Linked DNA regions of Mus musculus: regions 1, 2, 3 and 5 are each linked to region 4. The links are chromatin contacts, called in public Hi-C, HiChIP or PLAC-seq and promoter capture Hi-C maps. All regions are on one chromosome and are shown on one strand. Each heading gives the region's core, a stretch centred on a gene start, on an enhancer-like site or on the middle of the called end of the contact. The rest is flanking DNA. Distances are from core to core; before and after follow the strand shown. Region 1 overlaps Ift80 (intraflagellar transport 80). Region 2 overlaps Iqschfp (Iqcj and Schip1 fusion protein). Region 3 overlaps Iqschfp (Iqcj and Schip1 fusion protein). Region 4 overlaps Iqschfp (Iqcj and Schip1 fusion protein). Region 5 overlaps Iqschfp (Iqcj and Schip1 fusion protein).

What was found. Promoter capture Hi-C pulls out the DNA fragments that hold promoters and counts their contacts. Hi-C and Micro-C count contacts between places; a contact is called where the count stands out from the background. HiChIP or PLAC-seq counts read pairs in DNA pulled down with a chosen protein or histone mark.
Region 1: a promoter capture Hi-C map of hippocampal neurons shows a contact between it and region 4, with 2.4 times the contacts expected there. The contact joins two enhancer-like sites. A contact is called at or near these places in 1 of 39 promoter capture datasets (hippocampal neurons) and 5 of 484 Hi-C or Micro-C datasets (cerebellar granule neurons, cerebellum, nephron progenitors and 1 more).
Region 2: a Hi-C map of the N1E-115 cell line shows a contact between it and region 4, with 3 times the contacts expected there. The contact joins two enhancer-like sites. A contact is called at or near these places in 1 of 39 promoter capture datasets (cranial neural crest), 8 of 484 Hi-C or Micro-C datasets (the C2C12 cell line, the HL-1 cell line, the N1E-115 cell line and 5 more) and 2 of 115 datasets of contacts at active chromatin or transcription factors (embryonic stem cells and forebrain).
Region 3: a promoter capture Hi-C map of hippocampal neurons shows a contact between it and region 4, with 2.4 times the contacts expected there. The contact joins two enhancer-like sites. A contact is called at or near these places in 5 of 39 promoter capture datasets (the 3T3-L1 cell line, embryonic stem cells, hippocampal neurons and 2 more), 6 of 484 Hi-C or Micro-C datasets (the Patski cell line, adipose-derived mesenchymal stem cells, cerebral cortex and 3 more) and 4 of 115 datasets of contacts at active chromatin or transcription factors (embryonic stem cells, neural progenitor cells and stem cell-derived neural progenitor cells).
Region 5: a contact with region 4 is called in an H3K4me3 HiChIP or PLAC-seq map of embryonic basal ganglia, with 4 times the contacts expected there. The contact joins two enhancer-like sites. A contact is called at or near these places in 3 of 39 promoter capture datasets (the HPC-7 cell line, cranial neural crest and liver), 1 of 15 datasets of contacts at CTCF or cohesin (large pre-B cells), 3 of 484 Hi-C or Micro-C datasets (embryonic stem cells and trophoblast stem cells) and 3 of 115 datasets of contacts at active chromatin or transcription factors (embryonic basal ganglia, embryonic forebrain and forebrain).

Annotation. Positions count from the first base shown.
Region 1 is chr3:68,939,507-68,944,139 of GRCm38.p6, forward strand. Ift80 (intraflagellar transport 80) reads right to left here. Exons shown (of 20, transcript NM_026641.2): 10 at 580-698. Among named protein-coding and RNA genes, the nearest start is that of Ift80, 63 kb to the right of the region's middle. Within about 2 kb of position 2,510, at least 7 of the 459 cell types and tissues checked have an H3K27ac peak or open chromatin away from gene starts, as enhancers often do. A contact at or near this core is called in hippocampal neurons, where this site is marked.
Region 2 is chr3:68,187,638-68,192,385 of GRCm38.p6, forward strand. The region is part of intron 4 of Iqschfp (Iqcj and Schip1 fusion protein); the gene reads left to right. The region is part of intron 1 of Schip1 (schwannomin interacting protein 1); the gene reads left to right. Among named protein-coding and RNA genes, the nearest start is that of Schip1, 130 kb to the left of the region's middle. Within about 2 kb of position 1,669, at least 2 of the 459 cell types and tissues checked have an H3K27ac peak or open chromatin away from gene starts, as enhancers often do. A contact at or near this core is called in the N1E-115 cell line, where this site is marked.
Region 3 is chr3:68,249,089-68,253,675 of GRCm38.p6, forward strand. The region is part of intron 4 of Iqschfp (Iqcj and Schip1 fusion protein); the gene reads left to right. The region is part of intron 1 of Schip1 (schwannomin interacting protein 1); the gene reads left to right. Among named protein-coding and RNA genes, the nearest start is that of Schip1, 190 kb to the left of the region's middle. Within about 2 kb of position 1,568, at least 4 of the 459 cell types and tissues checked have an H3K27ac peak or open chromatin away from gene starts, as enhancers often do. A contact at or near this core is called in hippocampal neurons, where this site is marked.
Region 4 is chr3:68,540,361-68,544,917 of GRCm38.p6, forward strand. The region is part of intron 5 of Iqschfp (Iqcj and Schip1 fusion protein); the gene reads left to right. The region is part of intron 2 of Schip1 (schwannomin interacting protein 1); the gene reads left to right. Among named protein-coding and RNA genes, the nearest start is that of Gm22073, 5.1 kb to the right of the region's middle. Within about 2 kb of position 3,016, at least 114 of the 459 cell types and tissues checked have an H3K27ac peak or open chromatin away from gene starts, as enhancers often do. A contact at or near this core is called in the N1E-115 cell line, embryonic basal ganglia and hippocampal neurons, where this site is marked.
Region 5 is chr3:68,137,735-68,142,424 of GRCm38.p6, forward strand. All of the region lies in intron 4 of Iqschfp (Iqcj and Schip1 fusion protein), which reads left to right. All of the region lies in intron 1 of Schip1 (schwannomin interacting protein 1), which reads left to right. Among named protein-coding and RNA genes, the nearest start is that of Schip1, 75 kb to the left of the region's middle. Within about 2 kb of position 1,682, at least 14 of the 459 cell types and tissues checked have an H3K27ac peak or open chromatin away from gene starts, as enhancers often do. A contact at or near this core is called in embryonic basal ganglia, where this site is marked.

The DNA of each region.
Region 1 (4,633 bases), core at 1,260-3,759, 400 kb after region 4:
CATCATTATAATTACAAACTGTAAATCAGGCCACTGCTTCCAGAAAGCTGCTTGTGCACTGCTTATGAGCACAGCAATACCAAGTGTGTTTTAGGTTTCCGGGCAAGTTCTTGGTATATTAATTATCATTCAGGAGGACACTGAATGTATTTTTCACTGTTTCTGGACAGCTCCAGGTCATAGTGCATTTACGGTTACTATTATTCCATGTCCTTACTGAATTCTTCCAGCCTGCCAGCCGTCCTATGTTACAGTCATCTGCTGGCTCTTCAGCTATGCTAAGCCCTGGACTTTGACTTACGACTCTACCAAAGTCTTCCCTCCTATGTAAGGAAACCACAGCACACAAGATATGTCCAGTTTTAAAAGTGAGCTTAACACACAAACTTCATTACCTCTATTTTCTTGCACATATTTGGGGGGGGGGGGTCTTCATTTCCTGATTTGAAACATGGTGTTAATCAGTATGGTTTTGAGAAAGTTAATGTTAAAACAAACTGTGTTGATATGAAAACTTGAAAATAAATCTCTCATCACTAACAAAACCTCTGGATTTTCAGGAAATGTAAAGGTGCTTACGAGAACACGTAGCACTGCAGGGACGTGGAGACCACCAAGTGTGCGTGGTTTAAGGATGCTTTAATGACTCTGTCCCGGAACTCCAGGAGATCCACGGCATCATTGAGAACGTTGCGAACCTAAGAAGAAAAACAACGTTTTTAAAAAGAAATCTAAATTAAAAAAAAATAAGCTAACACGATGTTAATATGCAGGAAAAATTCAATGTGCTCTTAATTAGGTAAATATATAAAAAAGAAATCATCTAGGCATAAACTGATATACTTTGGCATAAAAATCAACTGAGAAGGTCCAGATACCAAAAGAAAAAAAAAAAAACTCTTAGAAATAAATAGAAAAGACCTATAAGGATTTCTCATCTTCATGCCAAGCCAAGCGATGCAGGAATGGGATGAAGTTAAAAATGCTCCAGCACCAAGATGCAGCCAGAGAGGGTGACATATACAAGCTGGAAGGAGACCATATGATTTCTGTCCAAGAGAGTAAGAATAGCTCTTTTTTCGTTAGATTTTACTTCAAATTTTAAGTTCTAAACAAAGATGATTGCCTTAAAACTCAAAAGTAGAGGAGATATTGGTTTCATAAAAGGAATGTAAAGACTGTATAGGAAAGAAAAAAGTGCACAGAGGCGGGAAAGCACTTCCCTATGTGAGAACAGGTAGTGAAGAAGGTTAAGAAGCAACTGGAGCTGGGCGTGGTGGTGCATGCCTTTATCCCCAGCCTATGGGTAAGAGACAGACAGATCTCGGTGTTAGAGGTCAGCCTGGTCTACAGAGTGAGTTCCGGGACAGGCAGGACTACACAGAGAAACCCTGTCCCCCTATAGCCTACCCCCACTCAGATGCGCAACTGGAAAGGGGAAATTCAAAACACTTCCTGAGGAAGAGGAATCCTGCTCTATGCGTGATCTCCTACAGAAGGGGGCTTGAAATTGTTTTAATCTGACATAGCTTGCATGAAGCAACTAGCACCTGCTGTCTTTTACATCTAGTTATTGGGTTCCTGCGCTGAGTCCCGGCAGCCAGTCTATCACCACCATTATCTTCCACCCTGTTTTCAAGGACTTGAGCTGACTTGTCCATGCTTGTTTTTCTCTCTTTGGTATCCTGTTGGTCAGTCCCTCTGGGAGCTAACTTCCTGCCTACACTCATTAGTTCTGAATCTGTGCAGTCCCTCTAACCATTGAAAAAGAATCTCTCTGGGCAGGACTGACATCAGCACTAACTTCACTGAGCCTTTCTAGCCCCACTCACTTTCCTGGACAGTTCATAATTTCATTTTCTTTACAGCTGAATAAAATGCCATTGTGGAAAAAAATCTTACAAATGTTTAGAGCAGACAAGTTTGCAAGGATTCTAGCATTTGGCCACATTGGTCAATAGTTTTTAAGTCAATGGACAAACTATAATAAATCAAGAAAGAGGGTGGATGGCTCAAGCTCTTTCCGCTCTGGGTGAGATCAAGGTGCATAATGCAGCCGGCATACCACAAGTGAAGAATCAGGAAAAGAACGCAACGATGCCCACAGGCCAGTCACCCTTTAGACCCTCCTCTAGACGGTGTTGTTTTTCTAATAATGCAAAGCTTTAGTCAACAATTCAATGAAAGAAAGACAGGGAGTCACACTCTTCTAAGTACGGCTTCAAATTTCTGTGTTGAATGTTTATAGCCCTAACTCCTGCTGTGGGGTCCTCAGGAAATCAATGCATGCTTTAATAAAGAGGCCCTCGCACTCTCAAGTGAGAACACAACAAGACAGTTCCAGCTATGAGACAGAATGTACCCGGTTTGCACACTAACTCTACTGGCTTCTTGGTCTTGGACTTTGCAGCTTCTAGAATTATAAAAGAAAAGGTTATGGTATTCCATAAGGCAGCCTGATAGCTTGGCAAGCATGGCACATATCTGTTCCCCAAATATCATCATGGCACGAATCAGCAAAAGTACATCCACATATGCTCTTTGTTACTGCATCCTCAGTTCCAAAATCCCATCTCAAAGATATGTAAGCAAAACTATAGAACGCCACCTGTGCAGGCTGCTTACAGCAGCACGCAGTAACTGCAAGACTAGAAACAGCCTAAACATCTGCCAACAGTTCGATTAAACCACACATGCTGTATAGCTGGAAAACAAAACGCAGAACTATAAAGGGGCAATCAAGACACAGAACAGCATGTTTAGTATGCTATCTCCTGTCGCAGGATTTTCCCTGTCCAGGTACTCTAGGGCAGCAGGAGGCCTGTGAGCTGAGAGTTGCAGAGACAGAGAGCATCTCGGGATAGAGAGGAAGGCCAAGATGGAGGTGGACATGAACCAGCACGGCTTTAACCAGCCACAAGTAGCTATGATATCATAAGGTTAAAATAATTGGGATAAAGCTTTTATCATTATTAACTTGTTCTGAAATTACTGTATTGGTATCTGTAAATTGAGAATTTGGCCATACACAAATCTGTTTGGTTAATTATAAGCTTAAAGAGTTTTGATTTATGCCGGGCATGGTGGCACACACCTTTAATCCCAGCACTCGGGAGGCAGAGGCAGGCGGACTTCTGAGTTTGAGGCCAGCCTGGTCTACAAAGTGAGTTCCAGGACAGCCAGGACTACACAGAGAAACCCTGTCTCGAAAAAAAAAGAGAGAGTTTTGATTTACTTGGTTATTGGAATGTGGGACCGCCTATTGTAGGGGTTTATGGCAGAGAGGGAACTAGCAGCTCCAGGGACAAGCAAGCCAGACCATGGGGGTTGGGGGGGCGGGGGGAGGCAGAGCTAGCTGGAGAGAGTTGCTGGCTGCAGGAGCCTGCTGTTCTGGTCCTGCTGGGAAGTTGGCGGGCTGAGAAAAGCAGGAGTGCAGAGAATTGGTGGGATCATTTTTTAATATTTCCCACAACAATCTTCTATCCAAAAATGGAAGGATGTTTACATATATATTGGCATGCTTATTTATTAGAATTCAATAACATTATATGAATAACTTTCTTATATATGGAAGGTTAATGACTTTGAGAATCAAATTTTTCTTTTAAGAGCAAATAAAAACTAAAATCTCAGGGCTGGAGAGATGGCTCAGTGGTTAAGAGCACTGACTGCTCTTACAAAGGTGCTGAGTTCAAATCCCAGCAACCACATGGTGGCTCACAACCATCCGTAATGAGATCTGATGCCCTCTTCTGGTGCATCTGAAGACAGCTACAGTGTACCTAGGTATAATAATAAGTAAATCTTTAAAAACAAAAAACAAAACACTAAAATCTCTGCAACCTTACATGAAATAGGACTTCTTAGTATAAACTCATGATTTCCTTTTATCTATAAAACCAAATCCGTTCTGTCTAGAAGTCATGATCGCTCAGCATCAATGAATGCATGGAGCACCTGAATTCAGTCTCTATATAAGCAGGTCTTCCTGGGAAAACCAGCCGACTGCAATGTTGGTGTAGTAGACTAGACTGGAGCAAACACCTCCCAGAAAGCAAGGTAGCCGCTGAAATCACATCAAAAGAAGTAAGAGCCATTAGCCAAAGACAAAACAATTTGAGTTTTAAAGAAAATAATGATGTCAGTGGATTTGAGACATGTCAACAATGTTGAAGTTAGAGGCTGGAGAGGCAGCTCAGTAGTTAGGAGTACATACCGTTCTTGCAGAAGACCCAGGTTTCATTCCCAGCACCCATGCTTGGGTGTCTGACTACATGTGCTAACTACATGCCAGGTGATCCAACACCCGCTTTCGGCTTCACAGACGCCCATCATAGGCATAGGAATACAATCAAACATACACATAATTTTTTTTAAAAAGTTTTAAATGTTTTAACATCTGCATGTTTATAATGATAACGTCAACAACACACACAAACAAAATGCATTGGAAATTCTAGAAAATAATAAAAATAAGAGAAAAAGAAAAAACAAAAAGAAAGGAAAATAATTCAGCATTTGTCTCATTTCTGAAGAACCAGATAGTTGATAAGACTAAATCCTTTCCAGAAAAACTCTAGCTGATAAATGTGGGAAAGGCTGGAATTACAGTATAAGCATGTTGCAACCTTTA
Region 2 (4,748 bases), core at 419-2,918, 350 kb before region 4:
TATGAGCGCCCCCTTGGGGAGCTCTCCGCGGTGCTGCTTGTACCTTCCGCGTATGGCAGTTAGCTTTCCCTAAAGTGGGCAATGCAGGAGTGGGGCGTGTCGAAAGTCCTTTAATGACCTGGCATTAGAAATTACACCCCAATTCCTTCTACCTTGCTCTGCTCACCTAGAGTCCACACCCTGAGGGAAGGCCATCAACTTCTACTTTGTCACATGAAGAGAACTAAAGAACTAGTGGCCATGTTTAAATGGAGGCTAAGCATTTTGTGATGACCAATGAGTTTTAGTAAGAATGGTGCTGTGGCTGCAGTACACAGTGAGCTAGATGCTCAGGTCGGCTCAATAAAGAATACAAGGACATGTATTGAAAATGTCTGATTTTTATTGCCATAGAACCAACTAAGCCCTTCCTTAAGTTTTCTCTACATATAAATGACACCAACATCATAGGAATATAAATTTTCTCTTTTTTATTTAATTATAGCATGATTTTATGTGCATATAAGCAGCTAATGTAAAGGGTATGGAGTAATAAAATGTATACATCATATCTTTTCTTTTTCAAAAAAAAAAAAAAAGAGGTTTGGAGAATCTTCCATTGGAGATGGGAGATACTTAGGGGACCTAAGATTCACTGGGTGTGAAACAATGCATTGTGTATTGCTCTGCATACCTGGGAGGAAGACAGCATTGTGAGGGTGTCGTTACTCCACTGTGTCTATGGGGCCTCTGAAAGGACTGGAGAATGCTTACAGTTCTAGTGGAATGGAGAGGGGCAGCCATACCATGGATCTGTGTGGTATCTCTTCTTTGCAGACCTCAGCAAGGACTCTTTGATGGATTATTCAGGAAAAGTAAAGATTCTCATAAGAGTTTCTATAAGTTCTGACCACATCAGCTAGCTGGTAACCCTTGGAAGTGCAGAAAGAGTTAGATTTGAGCAGAAGCCACCCATAGAGACACTAACATGAGATGAATTTGCCCTCCCCCACCATCCTGTTCCCATTTTCCTTCGGTGAGCTTGGAGGGAAAAGAAATTAATGAGGCGTGTTGTATATGCAGGATAAGCACAGTTTGTGTTGCACTAAGTGTAGCAGAAGCTGAAAAAGCATATCTAGTAAAACTAAGTAATTAGACTTCACATTTCTCACATTTGTAAGGGTGAAAAAAAATGCCTTTCATGGAAAGCATCTTTAAACTCATTTTTCTATAGTCAGGAAAGACTTTCTTGGCCCACCCAGATTTGGAACTTTGTTGACCACATTTAAAATGAAGGTAGGAATTGGTGGACTCATGTTCGAGTCTATCTGAGTGTTCTGTAAGGGGGCAGGGGGAGCTGCTTCAGGCATAAAGCTGGGGCCTGCTTCCTGTGTGGATGAAAGCCCAGATCAAAATCAAAGAACATCTATGTTCATTATTCTCAAATGTTTGGAAACACACAGAGAGCAGAGAACATGGCTTCTGTACAGTGGTTAAGAGCTGCCCTTTTGGTGCCACATGGCCTGGGTTCAATTCTATGCCATCACTTACTAGCTGTGTGTGAGGAAAGTTAATTTAATCTTTGTCTCTGTTTTTTCCCATCTGTGAAATGAAAAGATAACAGCAGCTTCATCCTAGACTGTTGTGAATGACAAAAATACATACATGTGAGTCACAGGGCAACACTAAGAAAGCAGCGATTCTGTCAGCTGTTTCCTGCTCCATACCAGTTGGGCTAGATAAGGCAGCAGGTAACAAGAAATCTAACAGACTGTGGCTTAAACCTTAAAGATCTAGTGCTTGATAAACAGTCAGGCTTTAATTGGTTATGCATCTTCACGACTTTCCTGACATCCCATCTTAGGTAAGTGTATCTCCAATAGTACTTCCTCTCAGGACATCACGATGGCTACCGAGACTCCAGCAAGCCTAGCCTCACACAGAAAGCTCCAAGAACAGAGAGCATGAGGTTTCCCTGTGCCTGTCTTCTTTTCACAGCAAGAGAATGGCCTTTTCCAAGTCTCTCCTGAAGGTTGTCCTCACAGATCGTTGTCTAAGATGGCATCCTTATTCTCAAGGGGAAGGATAAGGGCAGGGAACTCAGTTTCTAGTCTGTTTGTGGAGGAGTGAGAAGCAGGTAGAATAGTTGATTAGGAATGTCTTTGGGGCAGTCAAACAACAGTGTAGAGGGTAGACAGATGGATGAGCAATTAAAAACACTTGCTGCTCTAGTAGAGGACCCAAGTTCAGTTCCTAGCACCCACATTCAACAACTTACCACTGCTTGTAAACTCAGGTACAGACATTCAAATGCCCTCTTCTGTTTTCCACACACACGTATTCATACAATAGATAAAAATAAAATAAAACTTGGATAAAACAAACAAATCTGTGTGTCATTCTCTGGCTACTCGTAATTATAGGTGACACTGCTCCCACCCTACTGTTACCAAGCTGTGAGATGAGAATGGAGTAGGTTGTGCTCATAGATTCCATGGGCCTTGGCTGCCTAGTACCACTTACTCTGTAGCTGTGGCTGGAGAGACCTGACCACAGCCACCTTACACATTGATGAGGCAGAGCAGAGAATACTTTATGCTGTAGAGCAGCATATTTGGAATTAATATATCTTATTGGTAATCAGAGACTTGATCGATCACATCTCTCCTCAGGGCTTCGGAGTTTTCCTTATGTAAATAAAAGTTGCACTCATGAGCAAGGTTGTAGCCAGGCATGACGGTACCTGCCTAACCCTAGCTCTCTGGCTAAGGCAAAAGCATCCTAAATTTGAGGCCAGCTTGGGCTGCTGTGAGGTTAAGCCAGCAAGAGTAATCTAGGGAAATACGGTCTCAACAAAAGCAACGAGAAGAACAAGGTTTCTGTGTAGGCTAAATGAGATATTCCACAGAACATGTACTTTACTCTCATTGACTGCAATGTTTCACAAAACACTTGAGGGGAATGGCCTTTATAAACTATTCTTATCAAATTCTCTTTGTGTATTCAGCTATGAGAGCATGTCAAAGCAACAGGCAATTCAAAACAAATCCCTGGTGTTTTCCCCACATCTAAAGGAACTAGGGTTAACTCCCACGCAAAACTTCAGAGCTGTCATTTTCCTAACTTCAGGTGCTCTTTTGTGTCCTCTTGCTTTAGCATGCCCCTTTGGACTTCTATTGCCTTCAAGTTGATTAAATATGAACCAAGAGAGGCAGGCGAAGGGTCCTCTGCCTTAGGCTCTTTACAATTCAAGGTTCATTCACAAGGAAGGGACATTCTTTCAGACATAATGCATGTAAATGTGGTTTTGATTTTGTTGAGTACTTTGTGCATGGTAATAAGATTGTGAGGTGTACAGTTGTACTACATAAATGCTACTGGGGTGGGGGTGGAATGTCATCTCCTTAGACCATGCACGATGTACCTCACACTAAGCAGGGGTGATTCTATCCCCCACCAAGGTCAAAATCTTTGCAGACATTGAAAAGACATATGGGTATATGGCTTGTATGAGACTGAACTTAACTTCCTAGCCAAGCTCACTGAATGGTATCACCAGCAGGAGATACAACCATGTAGGCCAAGTAGCAAAAGACCAGGATTTTCGTGATAAGGAAGCCCTAAGCATCGACATTAACTGATGGGATCTGATAGCAGCTGAAAATATCAGTAGGGAAATGAAGGTGTCCTGAAAGGGGCTAGATCCACTACGAAGCATCCAGTGTAACCCTGCAAATTGTCACTGGTTAATTAACCAACAACTCAGGCTGGAACTTTGCACATACCCATTCACATTTGAGTACACTATATCTGTACCTTTTCCCAATCTTTTGAGATAAAATTGTACAGATAGCAGTATTGTAGATCTTGCTCTCAAACACAGCTGAGCAGGTACCCTGTCAGTACCTGGACCCATAGTTGTGGCTCTGTACCTTGGCATTTTCACTTGCCTCCTGCAGGTGCTTTGAGGTGCAAGCTATATTAAGGCCTAGAGAGACCTGGGGGAGGCTCTGTCTCCAAGGTACTAGCCCTGGTTTTGGTTTTGCTTCTTTTCTTGTGTCACCTACAGAGCTTTTTACATTTTTAACTTTCTCTCTCTCTCTTTCTTTGAAACTTGCCAGCTAAAATGATGAGTTTTAGATAAAGATTATAAACATTTCTTTATTTTAATTGGTCCTTAAACTTGGAAGGTAAAGTCTATTTTGACCACATTATGGAAAGCAAAGAATGGTGGGACTCAAGTCAGCTAAACTTTCCTGCATAGGAGCTAAACACTAAGAAGAAGCATCGTGTTTGTTATGCAAGTCACTGTAGCCTATGTGCCCAGGAAGGGGAGCTCTAGGGAAAGTGAGGCTGTCTACACAGTCCACACTAGGTGTCTACACTTCAGGGGGTCAGGCAACTCTGGGGAGCTTTACTGTAAATGACATGAACATGACTGCCTCCTTCCATATCTTGGCCTTGGAATACAGATATCTGATTCTACCGATTCTATTCCAACACTGTTCATTCTTTCCATTCCTATCTCCTGTAACCCTTTGCTAGATCCACACTGCACTTCGATGTCTTCAGGACAAAATCCAAAGTAGAGCATATGAGGTTTTCCCTTAACAGATCCTAACTTGTCTTTTGAGCCAATTGTGGGAATAACCGTGCAACCTCATATCTTCCCTAACATGCCAACTATTTGAAGAGTCTCAAGTATACTATGGTACCTGTTATGCATGCCTTTAGATAACCTCTTTTGATTTGTATAACTTGTGAAGTGA
Region 3 (4,587 bases), core at 318-2,817, 290 kb before region 4:
TCAAAATGTTGTTGACCCTCTATCTATTAACAAGTTGTGAGTTGTTAACAACTTTTTCCCACTAAAAATTTACTTTAGAACAAAATTATTCAGTTTTTTAATAATTTTATCACATTCTTCACAAATTGAATTATAGACTTATCAAATAAAACCAGTAACTTACATAGGCTGTCCAAGAAATTACATGTTTAATTTCTCCAGTGAACTTTTTATAAAGGACTGGGGACAAAGCTGAGTCAGTAACATGCTTGATGAAAATAGATAAATAAAGTTGCTAAAGGTGAGACTGACCAGCAAATCATAGCCCCTTTTATGCCCGGCTTCAGAGATGAAAACAGAATTGCTCAGGCTCTTGCCTTTGGGGAACTCATCTGGATGGAGATAGAAATGTAAAAGAGATGAGCGTGATATGAAGATGTGGAACAAAGGATGGTCTGCTGACATGAGGATGCCCCCTGTGCGAGCCAGAGCTGGTTGTTCATTCTTCTGCCTCTAGTTGTTCTTCAGAGACCATTCCAGAAAGAATGCTACTCAGGTTAGGTCTGAGGGATAGGGCAACCAAAAAAGTTAGGAAAAATAAATAGCAAGAGACTGTGATGGAGGGGCAACTGGGGCCCAAATTCAAGCAACGAGAAATAAGAAACCGTCATATCCATTGTGTTGAAACCTTGTGCAGACAAATTAGGTGTAGCCGAGAGAAACAATGTAGATGCCATACTGAGTGAACTAGAAACTGTTACAATGTTTATCCCAGAATATCTTATATCTGAATAAAACCAACTCTTACCTGCCATGGAATTAGTCATTTTTATAATTTTGAAATATCCTAATAATTACTAAAGAATCAGTGAGATTTAAAAATATATTTACATCCCAAACAACTTAAATAGCAGAAGCAATCCTAAAACCTACGTATGCTCAAGAGTAAAGATGATCATAATACAATAACTTTTTGTATATTTATCCTTAATCCATTAATTTTTCTTTATAATTACATTTATTTATTATGTGGGTACACACATATGAGAAGGTCAAAAGACAAACTGTACAATAATTTCTTCCTGCCCCAATCTGGGTCCTCGGACTTGAAGGTCAAACTCAAGTCATCAGACATCCCAGGAAGTTCTTTAGCCCACTGAGCCATCTTGCCAGCCCTAATCTGTTAGTTCTAATGAATTTCTCTACTCTAGGATGACTAATACATACAAGTCTACTAACCCACCAGACTCTATGTTCTCCATGCTTCAAGTACTACTTTTTGTACACTCTTAACCCCTCCCCAAGAAAAAGTCTATCTTTCACATGTACTTCTTTCTGGTAGATAACCAATGTACAAAACCGTGTTTATTGAGCACCAACCAGGTGCCCAGAGTTAAGGAGTCTTCAGTGCAGGAGAGACTTCCAGAAGCAACACAGCCTGTCCTCACTGGTCTCAGAGCCATAGGAAACAGAGAAAATTACCGTACCACAGGAGGTTTATGGCAGTGGGGGCCTGGGGACCAGTTAGGATGCCTACTGCATCTTACCCTAGTGAATAGGGATGCCTACTGCACATCACCCTCCTGAACAAGACACAGGGAATTCTCGGGAAGGGAAAATGTATAAACAGTGGGAGTTAGTGAGATGAGAGCCAAGAGTTCTTCAAGCAGAAGGAGGAGAATCTGCAAAAGTCACAAAAACAGAGGAAGTGTGGAACATTTGCTCATAGGGAAGGGGCACCTGGTGTGGGAACAGAGCCAGGTGGGATCTAGAAACGAGGAGGTTTAATAAGCCAGGCCCAGACCAAGATGCTTCCTAAGAGATTTCAGGGCAGGCTCTGGCATGAGGTAAGCATTTGAATTGCTATATAATTGATCTACAACACATCTTCTCTGCCTTTCCAAGTTAATGTATTAATTCAGTGCAACCTGACAGAAATTTCATAGAATTTTCCAAATTATTTGTCAAGATGACGTGTAAACAATAGATAGCACACTGCCAAGACAATTATGAAGGAGAGCAAGCTTGAGAGAGTTGCCAAATTTGTTGATATTTTAAGTCAAGACTTCTTATTAAGCCATGGTAATTTTAACAGTATAATTTCCACACAAAGATAGATAAACAGACCATATGGACATGTATGTGCATAAGGATGGCATTTATATGTACATAAATAAACCTTCTTTAGAGACCATAAGAAAAATAATTATTTTATTAAATTATATGGAGCCAAGCAGTGTGGTGAATGCCTTTAATTCCAGCAAGCAGAAGGCAGAGGCAGGTGGATCCCTGTAAGTTCAAGGCTAGCTTGCTCTACAGAGAAAGTTCTAGGACAGCCAGCATTACACATATAAACCCTATCTCAAAAAAAAAACCAACAGATGATGATAATAATAATAAATAATAGTAATGATAAATTCTATTGAGACTCTTAACTATAAGGAAAACAAAATGGTGGCCCATGGCTTGTGACATACACAAGACCAATTTTAGATGAATGAAAACCCAAAGCATAAGAGACGAAACTTTAAGTCTTTCATTAAGAAAGTGTAATTGGATATATTTGTGAACTGAGACTAGAGAAGAATGTCTTAAGCACAGATAAGACCAAAAGCACGGACTATAAAAACAAAAACTGGTGTGTGGCCATGTTAAAATTTCAATTCAAATCCATCAAAATCACCATTGGAAAAGTAAAGGCACAATAACAGATGGGGATCCAGAATGGAGAAAAGGTTTTTTGTTTTTGTTTTTTAAATCAATAGTAATTTTAGAACAAAGATGGAGAAGAAAGCGAGAAAGAAAGGATAAATGCAAGGGGCTAGGAATGCACCAGGAAAGGACACTTGAATGGCCACTGAACATGTTAAAAGGCCAGCATCACTATTTAGGAAAATGTAGGTTTAGCCATGTGGAGAGAACATCTCATATCACCAATTTGCCACCAATTTCAAATTCTGACAGTACCTAGTCTCAGCGAAAGTGTGAGCATCTGGACTTTACTAAGAGGGTTATGCATTATTATATCACCATAAGAGTAATTTTTCAGAAAAGACAGAGTTTCAAATATACCTACATGGGTAAGGATGTGTCCCCATAGTGCATCACTAGACACAGACGTGTCAAAATAGTATAGCAAGATACGATTAGTTTAAATTCAGAGTATGCCATGATAGTATATTCTGCTTTTGTTATTTAGAAGTAATATATGTACATACTTACATAATTTTACACATGTAAAATATGTGCCCAGAATGGATACATGCTAGATTCCCCATTACTAGTGTATGGGGAAGGGACTTAGTGGAGGGACACAGACAGTGCCTGTTGTGCTTTGCTTTGTTCTCTAGCTGTGGTACTGCATGTAGGCTTATTACACAACACTCCCTGCATGGTTCAAATGTTTCATTGTTTTTCTTTAGAAATGATGAGCTTGGCTCAGGAATCTATTTGCATTACAGATGCATGACCACATTGTTGACATTTCACAAGGAAGACTCACATTCCTTTCCTTCTACCTCCCTTTCATTATTCTAAACAGAGAAGCAGGCTGAGGTTTAAACTGAGTCTTTTCTGGACCAGCTCACTGAAGGGCAGAACTAGGGCTAGACCAGATGTTCAGCCCTCACAGTGGCTCCTTCCAGCCCAGCTGCCACTGTGTGCCCGGAATAAGTGGATGCTATGGAGACCATCTGAAATGGCTTGATTGAAGGGCGACAGGAACTCCGGCGCTCTCCAAATAGTGCTCAGACTCAGCCTGACAACTAGCCTGTTTCCATTACAGATGCTGATGGTCAGGGGCTAACACTGCCTGTCACCCAATAAATGGCTACAGAAATGCTTCTGGCAAGCTGTGGGTCCCAGTTGCCTCTCTCTTCCCATTTCAAGGCATCAAGGCACAAGGCTAACAGCCCTTGTTAGCAGCATTATAGTTTTTCAAATACCCACTGAGACATGAGGAAGGATGTGTGTGTATGTGAGAAAGAGAAAGAGAGAGAGACAGAGACAGAGAGACAGAGAGAGAGAGAGAGAGAGAGAGACAGAGACAGAGACACAGAGACAGAGAGGCAGAAAGAGATACAGCAACAGAGACAGATAGATTCTGTGTAATATAAATGTATGTCCACATGTGTATATACACGCCTATGAAGGTTAAAGGTTGATACCAGGTATCTTCCAAAATTCTCCACCTTGTTCACGGAGACAAGATCTCTCACTTGAACTCAGAGCTATCCAATTCAACTAGTCTAGCCTTCAAGCTTTCCCCAAGGATGCCCTGCCTCCACTTCCCAAGCACAGGGAATACAGGTAGGCAACTTGCCTGCCCAGCATTTACATGAGTACTAAGTGGCCAGTGCTTCGCCAACTGAACCATCTTCCCAGGTCAAGACTGGATTATTTGTGTATGTCTGTCTGACATTATCATCCCATTTGAAAAAGAGATCTTAATAATGTTTCAAGTGATGGATAGGGAGTGAGCCTGTATCTGCAGGAAGATGTGATAACCAAATCACTGTAGAATTAACTTCTGGTCAGTTGGAAAGCTGCCATTTCTGAATCCAAGTACTTTCCACAGATGATCTAGCTCACCACAAGCTCAACACAAGA
Region 4 (4,557 bases), core at 1,766-4,265:
AGGCCAACAAGAGAACTTGCCTCAAAGGAAGTGCATAGTGCTCTTGAGCATGGTGCCTGGAGTCTTCCAGCCTCCACACATGCATCATCATCACACACAGATGTAAGCTGCAGCAAAGGAAAAGCAAAGAGGGGCCATGACTTTAAGTGTTTAGTAGCTCCTTTGAGAGTGCCTAAAGTCTCCCCTCCGGAGTGGACCATCCCCGAATCACATGCATTAACCCTGTAATTACTCTCAGAATCTTCGGGCTTATCTAAGATTCCCAATCAGAGATAACAGACCCTGTGTGAGGGTAATGGGTTTGCAAGGTCTTGCAACCTGCTTTCATCAGGGTATACCTGGGGAATCTTGTCACAGGTGGGAATAAATACAGACAGTGAGAACGCATGGAGATCTGACTGCTTCTCTGGTTTTGTAGGTCACAGCATGCTTTCCTCCTAAGGAATATTGAGATTAGGGTCCTGGCAACTATTTGAATGCTAAAATCATTACCTGTGTTACACATACACCTGAGAGTCACCTGAAGGACAGGTTTCATCCATCACCTGTTTACAGATGGAGAGAACGTCACCCAACTCCAAGAGCATTGCCACAATTTGAACGGAGTTGATGGAACTCTACCTCTTCAAGAGGTCTTTAGAATGGAATAAACTAAGGAAAGTTGAGAGGTGGCGTCAGTTTTGCCTGTTCCCTGGAGTCATATGTCATCCCTTGGTATCCTCTGGGGACTATCCCAAGACTCCCCATGGTTACCAAGATGCACAAGTGCTCATTTCCCAAGTAGTGTACATGCGCAGCCCATTACCTACAGCTCCCCAAATGATGAGCCCTTGGTCGATTGCATAGAATAACAAATACGGAACAAACATGATGCAAGTTTTTACACTAAGCTCTTTAGAGAATAATCACAAGGTTAAGATCTGTACATGTTCACCACAGACACAGCTTTAAAGTTATGACATTGATTTACGTCTGCATGTGTGCGCTATAGCACGTGAGTGGAGGTCAGAGGACAGTTTGCAGGAATGAAGGGGATCCTGGAGATTGGTTTTAGGTCATCAGGATTGGCAGTAAGCACCTTGAGTCCCCAGGAACCTTCTTAGAAGGCCTAAATGTCGTCATCATTGTTGTTGTTTAAAAAAAGATGTATTTAATGTGTGTGAGTGCTTTGCTTTCACTGTATTTGTGCACTATGTTCAGGCATGGTGCAGAAGGCGGTCAGAAAAGATGTGAGGGAGAGCTGAAAGCCACTGTATGGGCACTGGGAGCCGTACCCTGTCCTCTGGAAGAGCAGCCAGTGCTCTTGGCCACCACACCTACCCTCGATCCTTCTTAGAAATGGTTTTTTATCTGCAGTTGATCCACAGATGCCATCTTCAGTGCTGTGGAGAGCTGGCTGTGTTAGCGATCGATCCCTTTGGTCCCTTACTGATTCTCTGCTGAGTTCCAAAGCAAACCGTCTTTGCACATGAAGGAAATGCCTAGGCCTTTGAGCTCTGAGGGCCTGACACTGCTTCGGGCTGATAAGCAATGGGCATCAGAAGACAACTGGAGTGCAGGCCTGTCCTCCACCCTCTCGGCTTTCCAGGCACAGTGGCAGGAGCTCCCTGCTCTTGTAAAACAAGAGGATATAATTTTGATCAACACTTTAAAAAAAAACCACGTCTACTGACGAGCACATGGGAAGGAAGATGAACCAGCAATGATACGTTCTGCACAGCAACTGTAAAGGAGAGAAGCCTTGAGTATATATAACGTCCTCCTCCCCAGTCAGGAGCTGGGTCCATGGCCTTTAAGTCATCCTGCAGAGTTTTGGTGTCCCCCCAGTACAGGTTGGTCTGGCATGAAACTTGCAGCTTTTGAACATACAACTCAGTTGCTTTCCCACTTGAAACGCTTTGTCCCCTCAGTGTGTTATGTAAGTTGCCACTAAATGCAAATATGAAAAAAATCCATATTCAACCTGGCTTCACAGAGAAGAGATTTGGCTTTTAAACAGCTAGGACGTTCTTTAGAAAACGCTTCTGGGTATATGGCTGAAGCTCAAGGGAAGAAAGCCGTTCCACAAAGCTCTGGGTTCTATTTCCAGCATGGGATGCACACACACACACACACACACACACACACACACACACCCCTGCACACACTCATACCTGCACACACACATGATTTAGAATGTGTTTTCTTCTTTTACTTAATAGAATTTTTCTCAGAACTGTATCATTTTTATTAAAGCCCCTGCTGTGTTTCTTGCAGTCAGCTTCATTTTATAGCTATCCCACATTGCCACACCTGGTTGTTGCCAGAGTATGGATCATATGACTCCAGAGTAAGTTTCTTATCTAATTGGAAGAAAAGATGGGTAGGGGGACTTCCAGGAACTCTGTCAGAAGAATCAGTTGTCCTTAGCAAATTTCCTTGCCTCTCCCCATTCAATCTTCTAGTTTATTTCAATTATTTAAGTTTGTATGTGTGTATACAAATGTGTGAATGCAGGTGCCTGTCCTGCGGGGTCCAGAAGCTGTTAGATTTCCCCTCCCCCAATCTTTATGGGTGCTTGTGAGTACTGAGAACTGAATAGTCCTCCTTACAAGACCAGTGCTGGTTTTTAGTTGCCTGCTGAGCCACCTCTTCAGTCCCCGCCCCTACCCTCATTCCCACCTCCATCCCATTTTATCTCTTGGCTCTCACTGCCCAAATAAGGTCATATTTCTTTGAACTGGCAGCCTGGGCTATGCTGTGGGAGGTATTATGTAAATTAGCTTGGGCTGCAGCACAAACTCCAGCATCAGATCATCGTCTCAGAGCACCCAGGCTTTGCAGGAGGACGTCAGGCACCCAAATGAAAGTTAAAGTTACTGCTAAGAGGAGGGCCTGTATATGGAAGGGGCTACAATAGTAATTAGACTCGGGCTGCTGTGGGCATCTCTCCAGCAACGCCCTGAGCACCGGGCCCCGCCCTAGGTGCCAGGGCTCCTGGTTTCACTCACAACTTTTGGGAATCTGCTGACCCCTAGTGTCTTCAATAAAGCATTGACTGTAAAATCTAAAGACTCACTTCCCACCTCCTCCCTCACAGAAGCAGCCCCAGAGCTATGCTATTCACAGAAGAGGGTGGTTGTGAGCCAAATAAACCATGAGTTTAATGAGAAGCCTTCTGATCCACTTTAAGACACAGCACCCGGGGGGATGGTGAGATGGTTCAGCAGGTAAGACCACCGACTGCTCTTCCGAAGGTCCTGAGTTCAAATCCCAGCAACCACATGATGGCTCACAACCATCCGTAAGGAGATCTGACACCCTCTTCTTGAGTGTCTGAATACAGCTACAGCGTACTTACATATAATAAATGAATTAATTTTTTTTAAAAAATAACACAGCACACAGACTCCCATGTGGTGGCTTCCTACCTGTGAATCTAACACATAACAGGTTAAGGCGGGGTTTCTGTGACTTTGAGGCCAGCCTGAACTACTGGTGAGTTTTAGGGCCAGCCTGGGGTATAAAGTGAGATTTCCCCATCTCAAAAACAAAAGGCTAAGCAAACATGCTGGGGCTTTCCTGACCATTACTCTAAGAACTTTATGCAAACCTGGTCCAGATCTGGTCATCTCTGTTAATCATGTCCAAGTGGGTCTCTTCCCAGGACGCAGGATATCCTTTTGGAGGTAGGGCGTAGGTATGTGATGAAGACCTACACTCTTAGTGGATAGTGCCTGGGTAGATGAAGACCACCACTATTATTCCAGCATTGAAGAGGCAGATGCAGGAGGAGCTCAAGTAGGAAGCCCGGCTGGGCTGCATATAGCAAGTTCCCCACCAGCCTGACTGTAGGGAAACGGTTTAAAATAAAATAAGTAATTAAATAAATAAAGGTAGATTGATAGATAGGCAGGCAAACACATAAATAAGACACTGTGATAAAGTGAGCAGTCAATTGTGTTTGTAAACTGTATGGTATACAAAGTATTCCAGTATCCCAGAAGATACACCTGAGTGGCTGTTTGGTGCTGTGGGCTAGCTACAGTGTGCCCACACTGGTGCTGTGGGCTCACTGTGTGGGTTTTTATTACACTGTATCAGCTTGTGCTGCCACTGGGAGCCAGACCTGAGCCGCTGGTGAAGATGTGTTACCTCCAGCCTTCCTCTGGCCTGTGTGCTTGGAGGCACAAGACTTCCCCTGCTTTCCCGGATTTGAGTTGTAGGGGGCAGGGGGAAGACAGAGACAAGAAGATGACACCCAAGGGGGAAAAAAAATAGAGAATCTGTCTTTGATTTGTTTTGCTTGTAGCCAATTTCTAAGGCACGTGTGAAATGAGGCAGCTCTCCAGCTAGGAGGAATTCTGCACAAAGCAGGGGTTAGAAATGAACAGCTATGATCTTTGGAGGGCACTGAAGGACAGATAGAATCTCTCAATCTGGGAACTGAGGAATGTTCTGGAAAACAGGCAGGTGTTTGCCAGCTGGTTGGTTTTAGCAAGCAGAGCCACTGTTGCTGCTAACCAAGTGTCACACCGCTCGCTGCCCAGCGGCCAATGCATCCACTGCTGGGATGGC
Region 5 (4,690 bases), core at 432-2,931, 400 kb before region 4:
AGACTCCCTCTTGTCATACTCAGCAAATCCCAGGTTAGCCAGAGATCTGTCTCAGCAAAAAAGAGCAAATTGCACAGTGCTGAGGAAGGTTGACATCTAAGGTTATTCACATACATGTACAGTTACCTGTACACTATCCTCACTTACACGAATATGCATACACATACTTACACATACATATACAAACATCCATGCACACAAAATATTTAAAATGAGATTAAGCTGGCCAACTCCATTATATTCCCAGCATGGACTGAACATTTTGTGCTATTGACAAAGTATTTCCCTGGTCTGCTAGATGATCTATCAGACTTGTGCCTGGTTTATAGGTAATGAGAAACTACGTATTACCAGTAAGTCTCTTGAGTTCTATCCTGAAGGTGTTATAACAATCCAGACTGGGCTGTGTATATCCGATGATTTTTAAATACACAGACACAAATACATCCCTCCATACACACACCAGATATATTGAAAAAGTGCTTCTAAAAACAGAGTAAATCTTCTAAAACCATGAAAAGGGACCCTGGAATTTGCTCCCTGGAAGTCTGTCAGAGGGCACATATCATTGACACTCTTCTGAATACAACATCTGCCTTGTGCTGAGCCTCCCAACACCAGTACAGAACAAAAATAAGGAAATGACTAATCCAACTAGCCAGGGCTGAGGACATTCATCTTAGTCATTAGAGCACAGGAAGGTGACATTATACAAAACCAGATAGCTGTGAACTCAGAATGTGCAAATCAATTTCCTGAGATGCACGAATAGAGACTTGATAAGAATCTGTCGTGTGTCCGGTCCTCGGTATTTATCCTGAATTCAAAATTATATTCAGTTTCTTGGAGTTTCTTTCCTTAATAATCTTGCTTCCTCCTGGCCCTCCTCTCTGGAATTCTCCAGCCCACCCTTTGTGCTCAGCCTTAGCTTAGCCTTCACAATCTTACCTTATTATACTTTTCTGGATGAAAGTAAGTTTGACCTGGACACATTAAATACAATTTTGTGGAGGGATGTTAAACCCTACTGAGTTAGAATAACTTAAAACAACAACAACAACAACAACAAAATGACTTCATTTGTTTGAATGTGCTACTTTTGTTTTAGAATTTGGAAGGAATAATTTGATTCAAATATTTTTAATGAAAAATAATTATGTCCATAGTAACTATTCTTCCAAATGGGATTGACTGTGAATATGCTATGTAGGCCAAGCAACTACTCAACGTGCCCTTTTCATGATGTGTTCCTGTTAGCCACACCCATTTCTCCTGACACACACAGAGTTTGGTCCCTTGGGCTGGTCAGCCATGTGCTGGCTTGGCTGAGGATTCTTATTTAGGTTTCAAAAGTAGAGTTTTTACTATTTAGGAAGTTGTTCTTACAATTCCTGTTAGAGAACAGTGGACAGAGAAATATGGTGAGTGTTGTTGTTGTTGCTGTTGTTGTTGTTGTTGTTGTTGCTGCTGCTGCTGCTGTTGCTAGAATCTAAACTAGGTATTTTAATTTGGGGAAAAAAAGGTCTGGAGAGATCGCTCACCATTAGCTAATGAGACAGCTTTGACAGCAAAAATGGGTTTCTTGAACCATTAGCAACTTTTTCCAGAGTGTCTGGGGGTCTGAAAGAGTTAAGCATGAAAAGATGTCTCATTTACTCCATAGGAGCAGTTTAGGCCCTGTGAGAATTTTGACTCATTACAGTTTTAACTTTCTGTCTGAAGGAGCAATTCACACAGAGGCAGACAGACCGAACAGAGCCCTCATTATAGGAGAAACACGTATTGTGAGCCCCCTTTTATTTCTTGCAGAGGCCATGCAAAAGAGAGCGCAGTTTTAAATTATACTTCTCACAATGCTTCCCAAAAAGAACATGGCAAATGAATTCAATTCTTTTAAACTAAATTGAATATCTGAAGGAAAATAAATCTGAACAACCAGCCGAGTTTTATCCATTGCTTTCCCATAATTTCACTGCACTATTTGAATTGGGTTAGATCAGATTTCAGATCAAAAACACTTTACTACAAATTTGGAGATTGAGCTCTAACAAGACAGAGGTGTTTCAGGATAAAGAGATGACTGTCTAATAGCTGGATATCACTTGAATTCATAATGTTCCCCTGTCCACTTTGTTAAGCTTTGTTATTAAAGCAAAGCTAAGAACGCATGAGTTCAGGAGGTGGACTACAGACAACCCTGGTGTCTTTTAGACACCCAAACGTGAAGACACAGGACGGAGTAAGGGAAAGCTCTCTACTCAAATATATTTCAAGATTGGTGAGAATCATACATTCTAGAATGATGCATATATTTCAAATGATGGGCTTGACCCAGAGTATATGTGAGTTTACACACACACACACACACACACACACACACACACACACACACACACCGGAGCTGGACAAACCGTCAGACTCAGGTAAGTTTACCAACAAAAGTACAGCCTTCTGAATAGATGATCTTAAGGAAGAAGTTACCATGTAGATCAGGTGACTCACAAAGCAAGGGTCCTGAGTGGAGTCTGATAGGTGATTTCCTGAAATAAAGGGGTTTCATTCATCATCCTTTCATTCAGCTGTCTATTTCATTGATTTTGTTTCCTCCATTATATCAATATATATGAATTCCAAATAGTATATATTTATTTGTATAACCAAAAGATACTCATCAAGCATTTAGTAAGCATCAGGTACTTTTCAGGATGTCTGATGAAAACCCAGACATGTATAGAAACCAGTACCCTTGGGATCTCTCACCAGGCAGGCAGTGGGTTATACTCAGCTGTGGAATAAGGGTAGAATTCAGAACAAAGTATAGTTTCTTCTGTCCCCTCAGATATGAGGTGGGTGGCATCACTTGAAACACACTTTGAACAATATAATACCATGCCTAAAGAATAGTCATCAACGAACAAAAGCAAGGGGATAAAGCTAGAAGTCTGATATACTAAAACTCAGGAGCTAGCAACGGCTGCCATGACAGCAGACATGTCACCTGAAGAGAACGGAAGGAGCAGAGGAAGCAAAAGGACAGATGACACATTTCTACCAGATGTACCTACCACATTTCTGCCCTGACGTCTTTTATTGTCATTAGCTTTTCTCATAGTCATTCCTGAGAGTCCTCCCGACCAAGAGAGGAATGCTGAATCAAGTTGAGAAATGCTTTGGGAGCTGGAGAATGAGCCTTTGTGGCTTGAGTAGGAAGCACGTACAAGGTGTATATGATCGTGGCACTTCCTCTTGGAAAGCAGTGTCTCTCATAAGAGTTGCACATATACAGTGTGAGCTTCAAGAGTGGCTGGGAACCCCAAAACCATAACTCAGTTTCTTCAGTTCCCTCTACAAGCCTTTTGCTGTTGAAGAATCTGCTTTCAGGAGAATTTGATTGGCTTTTAAACTTCCTGAGCAAAGGCTTTACAATGAGTCAAAGATGTGTAGCTAAACCACCTACACCCACGCACTAAGGGGATGGAATTCTAATTGCTATCTTACATAGCCTTGCAATTTCTCAACCTGTTAAAATCTAGAAGGCAACTAGGGTGTGATTCTGGTGACCAGGGAGGGCATTCTACAACACCTACAAGATAGCCTCTTGGTAGTATAAATAAAAATGTGAGTGTGACTTGGTGCTGAAGAGCATATGGGATTTCATATGGTAATTGAGTCAAACGTCTGTGTTACTCAGTAGTCACCCCATTTTAAAGGACAAGGCAAAGAACATGAGATTGTATGCTGATAAGTTTCAGAGTCGCATAAGATGGTGCGAGGATTCATTTTTCATAAAAGAAGTGAAGATGGCTGACCTCATGCATTTCATGGAATCTAATTCTCCCACTGCTTTTCTGATGGCCCATGTGACCTTGAGAAAGGTACTTAACCAATTTAGATCTCTGAGTCAGAATTCTTAAAATGGAAATGATACTACCTGAATGTCAATTCCACTTCTTATTAAGAGATGAAAAGATGCTGCACAGATAGAAGTAGGTGGCCAACTATAAGATATACATGAAAATAAGGTATCACCATACTAATAGATGCAACAACTTCAAGCTCACAAGGTGAAGCTTATTAAATAAATACCACATATTAATTTGGAATTCTAATGGAACACACATGTGAGGTGGGGTAAGCAGGGGTTCTAAAAGACAATAGCTTGTGCCTTAAGCAAGTATCAATCACAATGTAATTTCAGGAAACCAGCCTCCTGTAAAAGAACCAGTTAATGAAGACCTGAAGTCAGGAAGTTTAAAGGCAAAGCAGATCTAAGCATATGCAGTTCCTGAGACTATCAGGACGGTGTGTGAAAGCAGGGACCACAAATATGACTGCTGTGTGTATACCTCATTTACTTGTTAGCTGACAGCACACATGGAGGTGACCGGCCAGCTCGAACAGAGTGGGCTTAACAAACGACACCATAGAGTAAACGCATACCCAGAGCTTCCCATTGCCAAGTAGTGCATGACTGGACAAATGTAAATATCTGGACCCAGAGGAGTCCTTCTTGATCATCTAAAGATTCTCCATGTAAGCATCAGGAGGAGCTCGGGGACCATTAAGCTTCCATTTTATTTCAAATTTATGACCGTGTAGCCTTCAGCTTAGATTTTTAGCAACGCATCAGCAGTATCTTGTCAATGGGCGATGTCATTTTAAACAAATTTACATGTAGTGGTATTTAATT